2 separate regions of the Sus scrofa genome follow, and region 2 is linked to region 1. The links are chromatin contacts, called in public Hi-C maps. All regions are on one chromosome and are shown on one strand. The core of a region is the stretch at or near the end of the contact, and the rest is flanking DNA. Distances in the headings are between cores, read along the strand shown.

The links. A called contact is a pair of places that touch in the nucleus more often than the background predicts.
Region 2: a contact with region 1 is called in a Hi-C map of liver, with 5 times the contacts expected there. The contact joins two enhancer-like sites. A contact is called at or near these places in 1 of 47 Hi-C or Micro-C datasets (liver) and 1 of 2 datasets of contacts at active chromatin or transcription factors (alveolar macrophages).

Annotation. Positions count from the first base shown.
Region 1 is chr7:98,182,646-98,188,597 of Sscrofa11.1, reverse strand. No RefSeq gene overlaps it. Among named protein-coding and RNA genes, the nearest start is that of EIF2B2, 18 kb to the left of the region's middle. Within about 2 kb of position 2,412, at least 23 of the 83 cell types and tissues checked have an H3K27ac peak or open chromatin away from gene starts, as enhancers often do. A contact at or near this core is called in liver, where this site is marked.
Region 2 is chr7:98,460,960-98,466,911 of Sscrofa11.1, reverse strand. No RefSeq gene overlaps it. Among named protein-coding and RNA genes, the nearest start is that of FOS, 14 kb to the right of the region's middle. Within about 2 kb of position 2,696, at least 42 of the 83 cell types and tissues checked have an H3K27ac peak or open chromatin away from gene starts, as enhancers often do. A contact at or near this core is called in liver, where this site is marked.

The DNA of each region.
Region 1 (5,952 bases), core at 1,163-3,662:
ACTGAGAAGACCATCTTTGTTTTTTGTTTGTTTGTACTTTACTGGAAGTTCCCAGAGTAGGGGTCAAATCAGAGCGGTAGCTGCCAGTCTACACCACAGCCACAGCAACGCAGGATCCGAGCCGCGCTGCGACCTTACACTGCAGCTCATGGCAATGCCTGAGCATTTTGATATATTTCCTTATGATCTCTTTTTAAAAAAAACTTATGGTGCAATATGCATAACATAACCCAATGAGCAAGGCCAGGGATAGAACCTGCGTCCTCATGGATGCTAGACAGATTCGTTTCCCCTGAGCCATGACGGGAACTCCAATAAGTGGCTATTTTTTTTTGCAAGGCTGAGTCACCAAGGGGTCTGCTCATTGGTCCTGGGCCAAGGTTAGGTCACACCTAGGGTGGAGACCCCACACCTCTTCCCCATAGTTGCTTCTTTGCTTCCAGGCTGACTGCACTGCAGTCTCCCTGAGTCGGCTCCAGGCCCAGGCTGGCACTCTCTTGAACTGCTCTGCCCCATGGCCATCAAGGACTTGTCATCCTGACTGGAGAGACCAGCCCACCAGGATAGTGTGGTCTCGAGGACCCTCAAAAATGGTTGAATCCCTGCCAGTGGAGGCCTCCACCTTTCTCCAGGGGAAGAGAAGGGCTAGCACAGGCGTCCTTGGCTCCTCAGGACCAGGCACATGAGCGCTCAGCAATTTGCTAAATGTGTGGTGAAGGAAGGAAAAGCCTCTGGATTTCCTATGCTGCTCCTGGGAGGAGCCACAGACATGATTTTTCTGGAAAGTTTGGGATGATATTTATCAAGAAGACCAAGGAGTGTTTATCACCATCATGAGCAATTCTGCTTCTGGTACTCGCCCTTGGGAAATAATCTGAAATGTCAGAGGTCAGGCAAGGGTGACAGGAGGGCCCAGAAAAATTTCTGCAAAGATGTTCTTCTTGGAAGTTCCTGTTTGGCTCAGTGGTAATGATCCCGACTAGTATCCATGAGGAGGCGGGTTCAATCCCTGGCTTTGCTCAGTGGGTTAAGGATCTGGTGTTGCTGTGAGCTGTGGTGAAGGCCAGGGGCTACAGCTCTGATTTGACTCCTGGCCCTAAAAAGACACAAACACACACACACAAAAGAATAGCCATTTATTGAGGGATTAGCTGTAGGCAAGGCCCATTGACTCCCCGCACAGACCCTAGGCAACATAGCTACCTCTGTTGTCTTCATTTTCCTGACAAGGCATCTGAGTTCCACAGCCCTTTGGTACCTTGTTCAAAGCACACAGCCGGTGTGTAGTAGAGCGGAGATTTCTACTCAGGTGTCTCTAGCTCTACAGCCTGTGCTCTAGACTATTCCGGCTTCTTCTCACAGGGGCTCCTCTAGCACCCCAAGGAGGAGAGGAGGAAGGGCTATCTATCAGTGATCATCTATGCGGTGGGATTTGGCTCTGCCCTCTCTGCCCAGCCTGGTCAAATCCTAGACCACTGGCCACTGGGAATGAAGAGTGCTCTGCGCCCCCAGGGGCCCCAGGTGGGGCAGAGATGGGGGCAACTGGGGAGGGAGTGGCTGGGGACCGCACAGCACACAAACAGCCTGATTGTGTTGCAGACTCTGCTCTTTGGGAAATTAAGTATCACAAAGTTGTCTTGTTCTGGCCAATCTGGTGTCCCAGAGATCCAGAGCCAAAGAAAACACGGGCTGAGTAACCGGAGCCAGCAGTGCTGAAGGCCACAGGTGAGGCTGGCTCTTCCAGGGCTGGGCATGGGAGCTCCTGCAGGTTCCCAAGCTGAACCCGGCTGCTGACACACGGAGGATCCTCCCTGCCTGTGGCTCCTTGGGGTCCAAAGGACGAGCCTTGCACTAAGGAAACTATTCCACAGACGGATAGGAGCAGGAGATCAGAGGAGCTCAGAGCCACCCCTTCACTGAACCCCGGCCTTGGGGGCCTGCAAGCGGAGAGACCTTGCCACATCCTGAAGACACCGGGAGGCTCAGAGATCCGCAAATTCCATGGGCTCCATTCCTGAGCCTGAGGAACATGCATCGAGATGAGCCGGGCTGGGGGCTGGCCAGGCCTCTGGCACTCACAGCACCCTACAAGGCAAGGGAAGGCAGTTTAGTGGGAACCCGGGCTGGGAGGGGTGAGCTTTTTTTCCGGAACAGGACTCCCTGTGGGGCGCAGAGCAGAAGTCAGTGGGCTCTAGAGTCCCGGACGTTCTGGTTTGACTCGGCTCGGGTCAAGAGGGCGGCCCACTGGCCTGGCCTCACCAGCCAAAGCCAACACAGGAAATGCCAAGCAGACCTCAATGTCCGGGCACCTAATTTCCACTGGCTGGCAGAGAGCTCCCGCCTCCCCAGCAGCACTGGGGCTGGGAGGGAGCAATGGCGTTAGTGCTCGGGAGATGCGCAGTCCCCGGGCCTGTCGCGTGGGCCCTCCACCCCAGGGCCAGGAGCAGCCAGGCAAACACGCAGGAGACCAGCAGGCAGCGGGAGGAGCCAGGCGTTACCCTGGCCGGCTGCCACTGGCTTGTTGTTGGGATCTAGTTTCACGCTGCTGCTCCTTGGAGGAGAGCTGCGAGGGGTCATCCCCTCTGCGACGCCCGGGGAAGGAGACTGATGGGCAGACAGTTGTTAACGCTGCCGCCGCCACCGTGGTGATTAAGGGCCGCTGTAATTGGCCTCGCAGCCAGGCAGGGGCCGGGCCTGCCAGCCAGGGTCTGTGGGGCAGGGGAGAGCGCCGCGGAGCAGGGAACAGCATGTGCTATAGCTGTTTGCGCTGATCAGATTAGTTTGTGAATTGACACTCAATCCTCCTCAGTGATTTTCCTTCCAGGGCCCCCTGCCAAGACCAGAACTGTGGGCATGGGTGGGTTGTGGGCAGGGAGGGAAGTAGACATGGATCTTTTGGGGCTCTTTTTACCTGGGCCTTCATTGGGGGCAGGGTCCAGGGTGAGAGTCTTCCTCTGAGGTATGGCCTCAGCTTAGCCAAAGACCACTCAGCAGCCCCCCAGTGACCGCTCAGCCAGCCCCAAGTGGAGGGATCTCTTGCTGGTAAAGATGCTCGTTCCCATATGCCCAGGGGTGCCTGGTGCAAGGCGAGCCTTGCAGGTGCATTCTGTACTCCCAGGCCCAGCATGGTGCCTGGCACGGAAAGTAGGTTTGCCAAGGATGTTGGCAAAGTGTGTGTGGGGGATCAGTTTCTTCTTCCCCGCTTGGCCTGAATGCCTTGTGGGAGAATCTCTATGATCCCCTTCCAGGTCCAGGTGGTCCTTGTGGGGTCAGTTTTGCAGACAGTCTCAGTCGCAGAGAGCCCTCCAGGCCACCCGTCCCTGCCCTGCTTCTGCAGGCAGCACCCCTTAAGCCACTATGATGGACAGTTGGGCTACATTTCGACCAAGGTCTCCCTTCCTGCATTAGTATGCATGTGCAGGAGTGTGGACATGCACGCGTGTGGTGGGGGAGAGCACGTGTGCTGTCCTGAAAGAACACCGGGGAGTTCCTTTCCTGTCCATTCTCTGTGTTCTGTCAGCTTCCCAGCTCCCTCCCTTGGAGGTCCCAGGCAGGGAGGCAGACAGCTAGGTATCTGGTGTGGAGGCCTCTGGGTCACGACCTTTCCAGAGCCTGTCTTATTTATACTTCAGGCTGAGGCACAGGCTGGGCTGGCCTCTCACCTGCCTGTCCCCTCCCCAAAAGGATGCCCCAAGCCGACTGTGAGTAGGACCTGGTCCTGGCCATAGGGCCTTGGCTGGGATAAGGGGTGACCCCCTCCCCCCAGGTAGCTGGAGCCCTAGAGGGAGAACTGAGACTGTCAGGTTGGCACTAGTGGGCAGGGGCAGTGGCCCACACCCACCAATGGTGTCAAGGGAGAAATGCCCCTCAAGGCCTAGAATATTCGTGCCCCAGACATCCTGGGGGCTGAAATGCAATCCTTACTTCCCTCTTACTAGGTTTGGTTTGAAAACCTCCACACTGCCAGCTGCCAGCCTTGCCCAGCCCAGACCTCCAGGGCCACGGGCCCCGGGGCATGAGTACAACATGGGCTCCTAGAGGGCGTGGGAGGAGGGCCCCACGGCACTTCAAACAGACCCTGTACCCCTCCTAGCCTGCTGCTCCTTCTTGTTCTGCAGCCCCTCTCTCCCATCCCAACCCTCCCTCAGGGGGTTTCCAGGTTCTCTTCTCTGTCATACCTGCCCTGTGCAGGGAAGGAACTGGAAGGTGTGGCAGGGTGAGAATAAGGCCTGGCTGTGAAGCCTAGGACAGCCATTAAATATTTCTGAGCCTCAGTTTTCTCATCTTTAAAATGGGAGTGAGCCAGAAGGCCTGGGTTCTGGGCGTGTGGAGGATGCAGGAACCGAACCCGAGGAGGTGGAGAAGGAATGCTGAGAGTTCAGCTGTCTTTATCACCTCCAGCCTGCAATGCAGGATAAAGAGCTCAGCTCCTGCTGCTCACTTTGCAGGAGGAAGGGAAAGGACAGCTGTCGTTGGGGACTTGGTGGCTGCATTCTTGGGGAGGTGTGGGTGTTGCTACGGTTACCATTTGGTTATTGCTGCCCTAAAAGGCTGGAGGGCGAAGCGCATGTAACTTTAAAATTCCGTTAATGGGACGGTGAAGGATCTACTTCACTCATCCCACTTTCTGAACCTTTTGTGGCATCCAAAGCACAGTATGTTACAAAAGCAGGGTTAATGAAAAGAAGGAAGTTGCGCGGCTGTGGCGTGTGTTTTACAACTGAGGAGGGTGGATAATGGTGAGGGTTATACAACCATAGGAGTGCGCTTAACGGCTCTGAAGTACACTTTTAAAAAGTGGTTAAAAGGATACACTTTATGTTATGTATAGTTTACCTTGATAAAAATGAATTGGAAGGTAAAATAAATAACTACATAAATAAATGGGAGTGAGGAATCTCCACATTCTACTTACTGCCTCGGAAGGATATTAATGATGCATTGTCGGATGAAAACAGCAGGAGGTAGCACTGAATGCATTGAAGACAGGTTACCCCAGGAGTGCTTGCTTTTACTTTTTACTTAATATGCCTTGATATTGCTTGAATTTTATTTTAACAAGTATGTACCTCTTTTGTCATTAAAAAAAAATGTAGGGGGAAGTTCCCACTGTGGCTCAGCAGGTTACAAACCCAACTAGTATCCCTGAGGATGCAGGTTCGATCCCTGGCCTCCCTCAGTGGGTTAAGGATCCCACATTGCCTTGCCTGTGGTATAGGCCGGCAGCTACAGCTCCAATTTCAACCCCTAGCCTGGGAGCTTCCATATGCCACACGTGCAACGCTAAAAAGCAAAAAAAAAAAAAAAAAAAAAAAAAAGAGGTAAGGCTTCTATCTTGAAGGGCTATTGCTAACTTTCAATATTAATGTACATTTGTTGAATGAATGAATGATGGACGAAGGCCTGGTGTATGCCTGGCTCAGGACATGCCTCTTCCACCCCCCACCAAGCTAACTCTGACTCCCACTTATTATCCACCTTCTTTCCCTGAAGGGGTTAAAACAGCAGCACTTCCGAAGCAGAGTAAAAGGAGTCCAGAAGCCCCCAGTGAGGCCTCAGTGGGATGTGTGGGGTGACATGGAGGCGGCACCCGCTCACTCGCAGGCCACTGGGCCAGCCCACTCTGCTCAGCTCAAGACCTGCTTCCAATTACCCATGAAATCTGAGCTGGAAGAGACCTACTAAAGCCCCATTTAGTTTGATCCCCCTGGGGGCCAGGGATCTTTTCCGGCGACATCCCCCTCCTTGTCCGACTGGGACTCCAAGCCCTTTGGATGTTATCTCCTCCTGGGTCAATATTGTGACAACTCCAGCTGTGACCCAGGCCACCCTGGAGCCAGTGCTGATCTGGGCCTGCGTGGTGCAGGGGGCCCCAAACCCAGCTCCCTTTCTACCTCGAGGCTCCAAGAAGTAGCCGGCAATCACAGCAGGTCAACCCACCGCCTCCCCGAG
Region 2 (5,952 bases), core at 1,447-3,946, 280 kb before region 1:
GCCCCGAAAGCGTGCTTCCCCACACGTTTGGGATTGCAACACTCTGTCACTGCTGGATTGTGCAACCCTCCTTCCCCCTGCTCGAAGAACTCCAAAGAGCTTTTGTACATTCCCTTCAGTACCTTTCCTGCGGCTGAAGGGATCAAAGGTCACCTTGGCTGGAAGAGCAGTATAACCCTCCTCCCCCGACCCCTGGGATAATTGCTGGCCATCCCTCTGGGGTGGCCCGGGTCAGGGCTGCGAATGGCAGCTTGGGGGAGCTGTGTGGGCAGGTCCTGCCGTGAGGGAGGCCCCACCAGGCCTGGGAGGCTAGCTCCCCAGGGCAGGACGTCTCTGGGCCTTTCCACACACACTCTCCACAACAGCAGGCTTCCAGGGTCTGCCCTGCCCTCCTCGTCTTCTTTCACGAAAGTCTCCCCCCCTCCCACCCCTACCCCAGGAGGAGGGGCCTCGGGCTGCCAGCACCTGGCCCTGCTGGGACCACACCCTCCGCGCAGCCCTCAGGCCGAAAATGTTCCTAGAGCTGCTGTGCAGGCCACACCATTCCTGCTTTCTTCCAACGTCACGCTATCGAGTCAGGGCCCAGACCCAGGGCCTACCCTGCCCCACCCGAGCTCCAGGAATCGAGCCAGTCTCAATGCTCGTCAACAGGTTCACTCATTCTTGAAACCCCAAAGATTTTGTTTGGGGGCTTTTTTGGCATTGTTCTGTTTTGTTTAGCCATGCCCAAAGGGTGGGGAAGTTCCAGGGCCGGGGATGGAACCCACGCCATATCAACCCACATCACAGTAGTGACAATGCTGGATCCTTAACCCACTGAGCCACCAGGGAACTCCGAAACCTCAAAGATTTTGGAGACTCTCTTCTCCTTTATACCTGGCTCCTCTCATAGGCAAGAATAGAGCTTCTGTTTACTAAACTCCTGATATGCCCAGCATTTTATAAGCATGGAATGCACACAACAGTTTTGGGGGTAGACACAATTGTCCCCACTTCACAGATGAGAAAACTGAGGCTCCAAGAAGTAGAGTGCTCTGCCCAAAGTCAAACGATTAGTAACAGGAGTTCCCGTCATGGCACAGTGGTTAATGAATCCAACTAGGAACCATGAGATTGCGGGTTCGATCCCTGGCCTTGCTCAGTGGGTTAAAGATCCGGCGTTGCCATGAGCTGTGGTATAGGTCACAGACACAGCTCGGATCCCGCGATGCTGTGGCGTAGGCTGGTGGCTACAGCTCTGATTAGACCCCTAGCCTGGGAACTTCCGTATGCTGCAGGAGCAGCCCTAGAAAAGGCAAAAAGACAGAAAAAAAAAAAAAAAAAAAAAAACAATTAGTAACAGAGACAGGACTCCACCCAGACCTGCGTGACCACAGCGATCACACACTGCTCAGGAAGGTCAGTGCCCAAGGGAACAAAGATCACATCTGAGAGTTCCCATGGTGACACAGTGGAAACGAATCCGACTAGCATCCATGAGGACACAGGTTCAATCCCTGGCCTCGCTCAGTGGGTTAAAGGATCTGCCATTGCCATGAGCTATGGTGTAGGTCAAAGATGCAACTCGGATCTCACCTTGCTGTGGCTGTGGCATAGGCTGGCTCCGATTCGACCCCTAGCCTGGGAACCTCCATATGCCACTAGTACAGCCCTAAAAAAGGCCAAAAAAAGAGAGAGAGAGAGATCATATCATCTTCCCTCATTCCATTTACAAGACAGCTAAAATGGAAAATAGATTGATAAACTGTTCGATGGCCCTTCCTTTTGTGCCAGGCACTATTTTGCACTTTGCAAATATCATCTCCATTTACCCTCCCCATATCGCTAAGAGATGGGTGGTTCTTTTTTCAGAGGAGAAAATTGAAGCACAGAGGAGAGAGTAAACTTGCCTGAGGCCACACAGCAAGTGATGCATCTGCCTAGACCTGACTCTAGAGGCTCTGCTGCCAGAAGCAGATCCCAAGAACAGGGCCCCCCGCCCCCCCCATGCGCCCCCCAATTCTCTGTCCTTTGACCTTCCTGTGTCTCCACCCTCCTCATCTGGCAGTCCATTTCACACTTCCCCATCCCTCTCTGGGGGTGGTTCTCTTGTGAAATTACTTTGTGAAACTGCATCTTGTGCAAGGCCGTCTAGATCACTACCTAGATTTCCCCAAAGAACTGAGAAGAAGGTTTATCGAAGCAAAGGCTTGGCGTTGCGTCTATGGAAATCAATCAATTACTTCATTCACCATCACAGGGTTGAGAGCACGTCTTGTCCCCAGACACACGGTGGGCATGATGGAGGTCTATGACACCCAGAACCTGGCCTCCACTCTCAAGGAAACAACAGTAAAGACAGCATGTCTGTGCACGGCAGTATTTCATAAGATACAGAGGAGAGGAGTCAGAAAAGTTGTTAACAAAGGAAGCGGAATTTGAAATAGCGTTTGAAAGAAGGGGCAAGCTTTGGCTAGCAGGAAGGGAAAAAAAGCAGTCCAGGCAAGAGAAACAAGAGAAGCGTGTTCTCTGTCCAAATAAACCAGATGCTCAGAAATAAACTAAAGAGAGGAAAATCTGGGACTGAGGTTTTTCTGCCAAGTTTTGCTATTTCCATCAGGGTAAACAAAGAAAATCTTTTCCCCCAGCCCTGCTGCCGTTACTGGAATTGGAGAATGTCCACCAGGGGGCAGAGCTGCCACTTCTGCTGCTAGAGCCCCAAGTGCAATCAAGCGAGAAAGGCGAAGGGTCCCAGACTCTTCAAATCTACCGGGTGGCTGGGATGGCCCGGGCCGATCCGTGGGCATCAGTCTTCTCGGTCTGAGCTTCCAAGGAGCAGAAAAGGGGTTTCCATCAGGCTACAGATGCCTTCTGCTATCGTCTTGACTGAGAAAAACTTAATGGGAGGCTTTCGTAACTTTGAAAAATGACCAAGTGCTTGTCTAAGACTGGTTGCAGGACAGCCAACTCAGGTTCTCTGGACGAGGGGAGCCATTCCAGCCACTGGGAGGGGGAATGCGTGTGGTTTGGGGGGACTACACACCTCCTGACCATCACCCCCAGGCCCTAGGGTTATGCTGAGGGCTATATGGGGCAGTAGGCTGCTACTGGCACCCTTTAGGAGTCCTGAAGTCAGTATTTAGCCTTACTGTACATTCCACTATCTGAGCCAGGCAACAGGGTCCTGAAGCCACAAGAACAGAGGGGGTTAGAGGTGAGGTGGAAGAAACACTAGTTTGAAATGCCCGAAATCTTGACATTTATCTCTCTAACTAGCTGTGCAAGTTTGTAGGGCTGAACCAATTTCTCTGTCTCAGTTCCCCCATTTGTAAAATTCAAAGGCTGAATTAAAGGAATATTATCTGATGTGCGTTCTAGCTCTGAAATTATGAAAAGCGCACACTCCTTGGGCCAGAAGAACTGAGGAATGGGCAGGGGTTAGAGCGGGGGCGGAGCTGGGGGGGGGGGCGTGGGATTTGCAACCAAGCATCTTGAAGAGTTAATCCCACACCCGCAGTCGGCTCCCCCAGCAGTGGCCACTGCGGCACTGCCCGCCCCACCCCCGCCCTCAAGGCCAGACGGCACACACCCACGGCTCCCTCCGAGACTTCTGGAATCTCACTACATTCCTCCCAGGAATGTTTATTGCCCTTTACATCTGCAAATCGCTATACATCAGCAACCCTGCTGCGCGATTATTAATCATCGCGGCAATATTCCTTCTTCCGCCTGTAAGAGGAATTGCGGGGGTCTGGATTTATGAAGGTGAAATCCGAAGGTAATTTGCCTGATTCATTCAATTACCAGCTAACTACAGTTAATCAAGTGCCTAGTATGAGCAAGGCACAGAGAGACTCATAAATCCAATTACTATGGGGTTCCGAATTGAGGGGTCCGAAGTGTAAGGGTCTTCAAAGAACCTCACTGATATTTCACTATGTCATGCCCCCCATCAATTAAAAAGTGACGGATGATCTCCCCTTTCAAGCTTGATGACACTGGGCCCCACCCCCACAGTTCATTTTACCAGGCTAGGTACCTGGAAGTGACCTTCCCAAGGTCACTTATCCCCCAAGGCACAGCAGTCATCCCAAAACCTCAGTCTTCAAAGCTTTCCACTGGGCCATGGGAGAATTTTAAAATCAAGCCTATAAAATGTAATATGGAGTGAGGCGAGGGATGGCTGTTTCCATGATTTCCGGGCACAGAGTGAGAAAATCGTGATCCCAGCTCACCCACCCAAAGCAGACGAGACAGCCCAAATCTTGGCTGCAGCCTTAACAAGACAAGATATGTTTGGGACCCCTGCGCTCATCTATCAGTCATCCACGCCCTCCCTCGGGGTCCCCATCGCCACCGCCCCTCGCCTCCGTTCAGGTCCCAGGAAAAGGTAGCGGGTGGCGTGGAACACAGGGGCCGAAGCCCCCCCACGGGGGCGTGGCCGGGGACAGGGGCGGGGCGAGGCCGGAGTCCGGCTCTCAGACTCCTCCCTACCCGCGACGCGGCTGTTGCGCCAAATATGGGCAGAGCGGAAGCGACGGACAGACGTCACGGCGCCGGGCGGGGGCCGCGCTGCGGGGCAGATGACGCGAGGCGCTGACGGCGCCTACGTGTCACCATGGAAACCAAACAGTAAATAGAGGGCTTGTGAGCTCCTGGCACTGCCTGACCCTGCGACCTGGCCTGGAGCAAAAGGCCGGAAGCTGGGAAGGGCCGGGAGAGACCTGGGCTTGGCAGACGAGGGCAGAGGCGCGGCGAGGGTGCTGAGAAGGCGGAGAGGGGATGCCGAGAGAGCACCCTCTCTGGCAGGTCTTTGGGAAACCGGCTGTCCCTCAGCCGAGGATCCAGCAGGGGCAGGTCAGGAATAGAAAGAAGGAAGCCTGCCTGTCCTTTTTGAAGGGCTTCCTCGGCCTGCAAGGTTGTTGGGGAAATTGGTTTTGCTTTGTTTTATCTTACTGGTGTCTAAAATTCAATCATGGGAACCACACTATCCAGACTCAAATTCTAGCTCCCACCACTCTAGGTGGATAATCTTGAGCAGATCATAATCCTCCTGGGCCCCTACACGATATTATCCATAAAATAAGGATACTAGAGCGTGCCCATTGTGACTCAGCGATAACAAACCTGACTAGTATCCATGAGGATGCGGGTTCAATCCCTGGCCCCTCTCAGTGGGTTAACGAGCCGGCCTTGCCCTGAACTGCAGTGTAGGTCGCAAATCCGGCCCACATCAGTTGTTGCTGTGGCTGCCTGGGAACTTCCATATGCCATTTATTACTTTTAAATTCTCAGCAGGTCATATGACCCCTTGTTGATGACAGACCCTGGTGTGACCCCCAATAATTCCTGCCTCCAGGTGTCCATGTAGGGGATTTGGGTTTCCCTCCCCTTGAGTGCAGGTGGAACCTGAGACTTGCTTCTAAGCAGCAGAATAGGGCAAGGGTGATGGGATTTCACCCCTAGATGATGTCATTTTACATAGACATGCAGACCTAGTAGGTTCTCCTGGTGGGCTAGATACAGCGAGCAGCCATGTTGAGGAAGCTCACACATCAAGGAACTATGAGCGGCCTCTGGGCCTGAAGGTGGCTCCCCTGTGACAACCAGCAAAAGCTCAGGACTCAGTTATCCAATCCCAAGGAAGTCAAGTCCTCCAACAACCTGGATGAGCTCAGAAGCAGACTCTTCGCCATTCAAGCATTCAGCTGAGAATGCGCTTGGTTGACACCTTGCTTACAACCTTGTGAGACCTTGAACAGAGGACTGATCTAAGCTGTGCCTGGACTCCTGACCCACAGAGGCTGGGAGATAGTAAGTGTGTTATTTTAAACTGCTCAATTTGCAGTAATCTGTCAAACAGAAGTAGAACACTAGTCCACCGCCTTTACCTGTACCTGGAACTTGCCTGGCGTCCCACTGTAGCGTTGCATACACTGCTCGGGCTCTCCACCTTAAATGATACGGGATGGG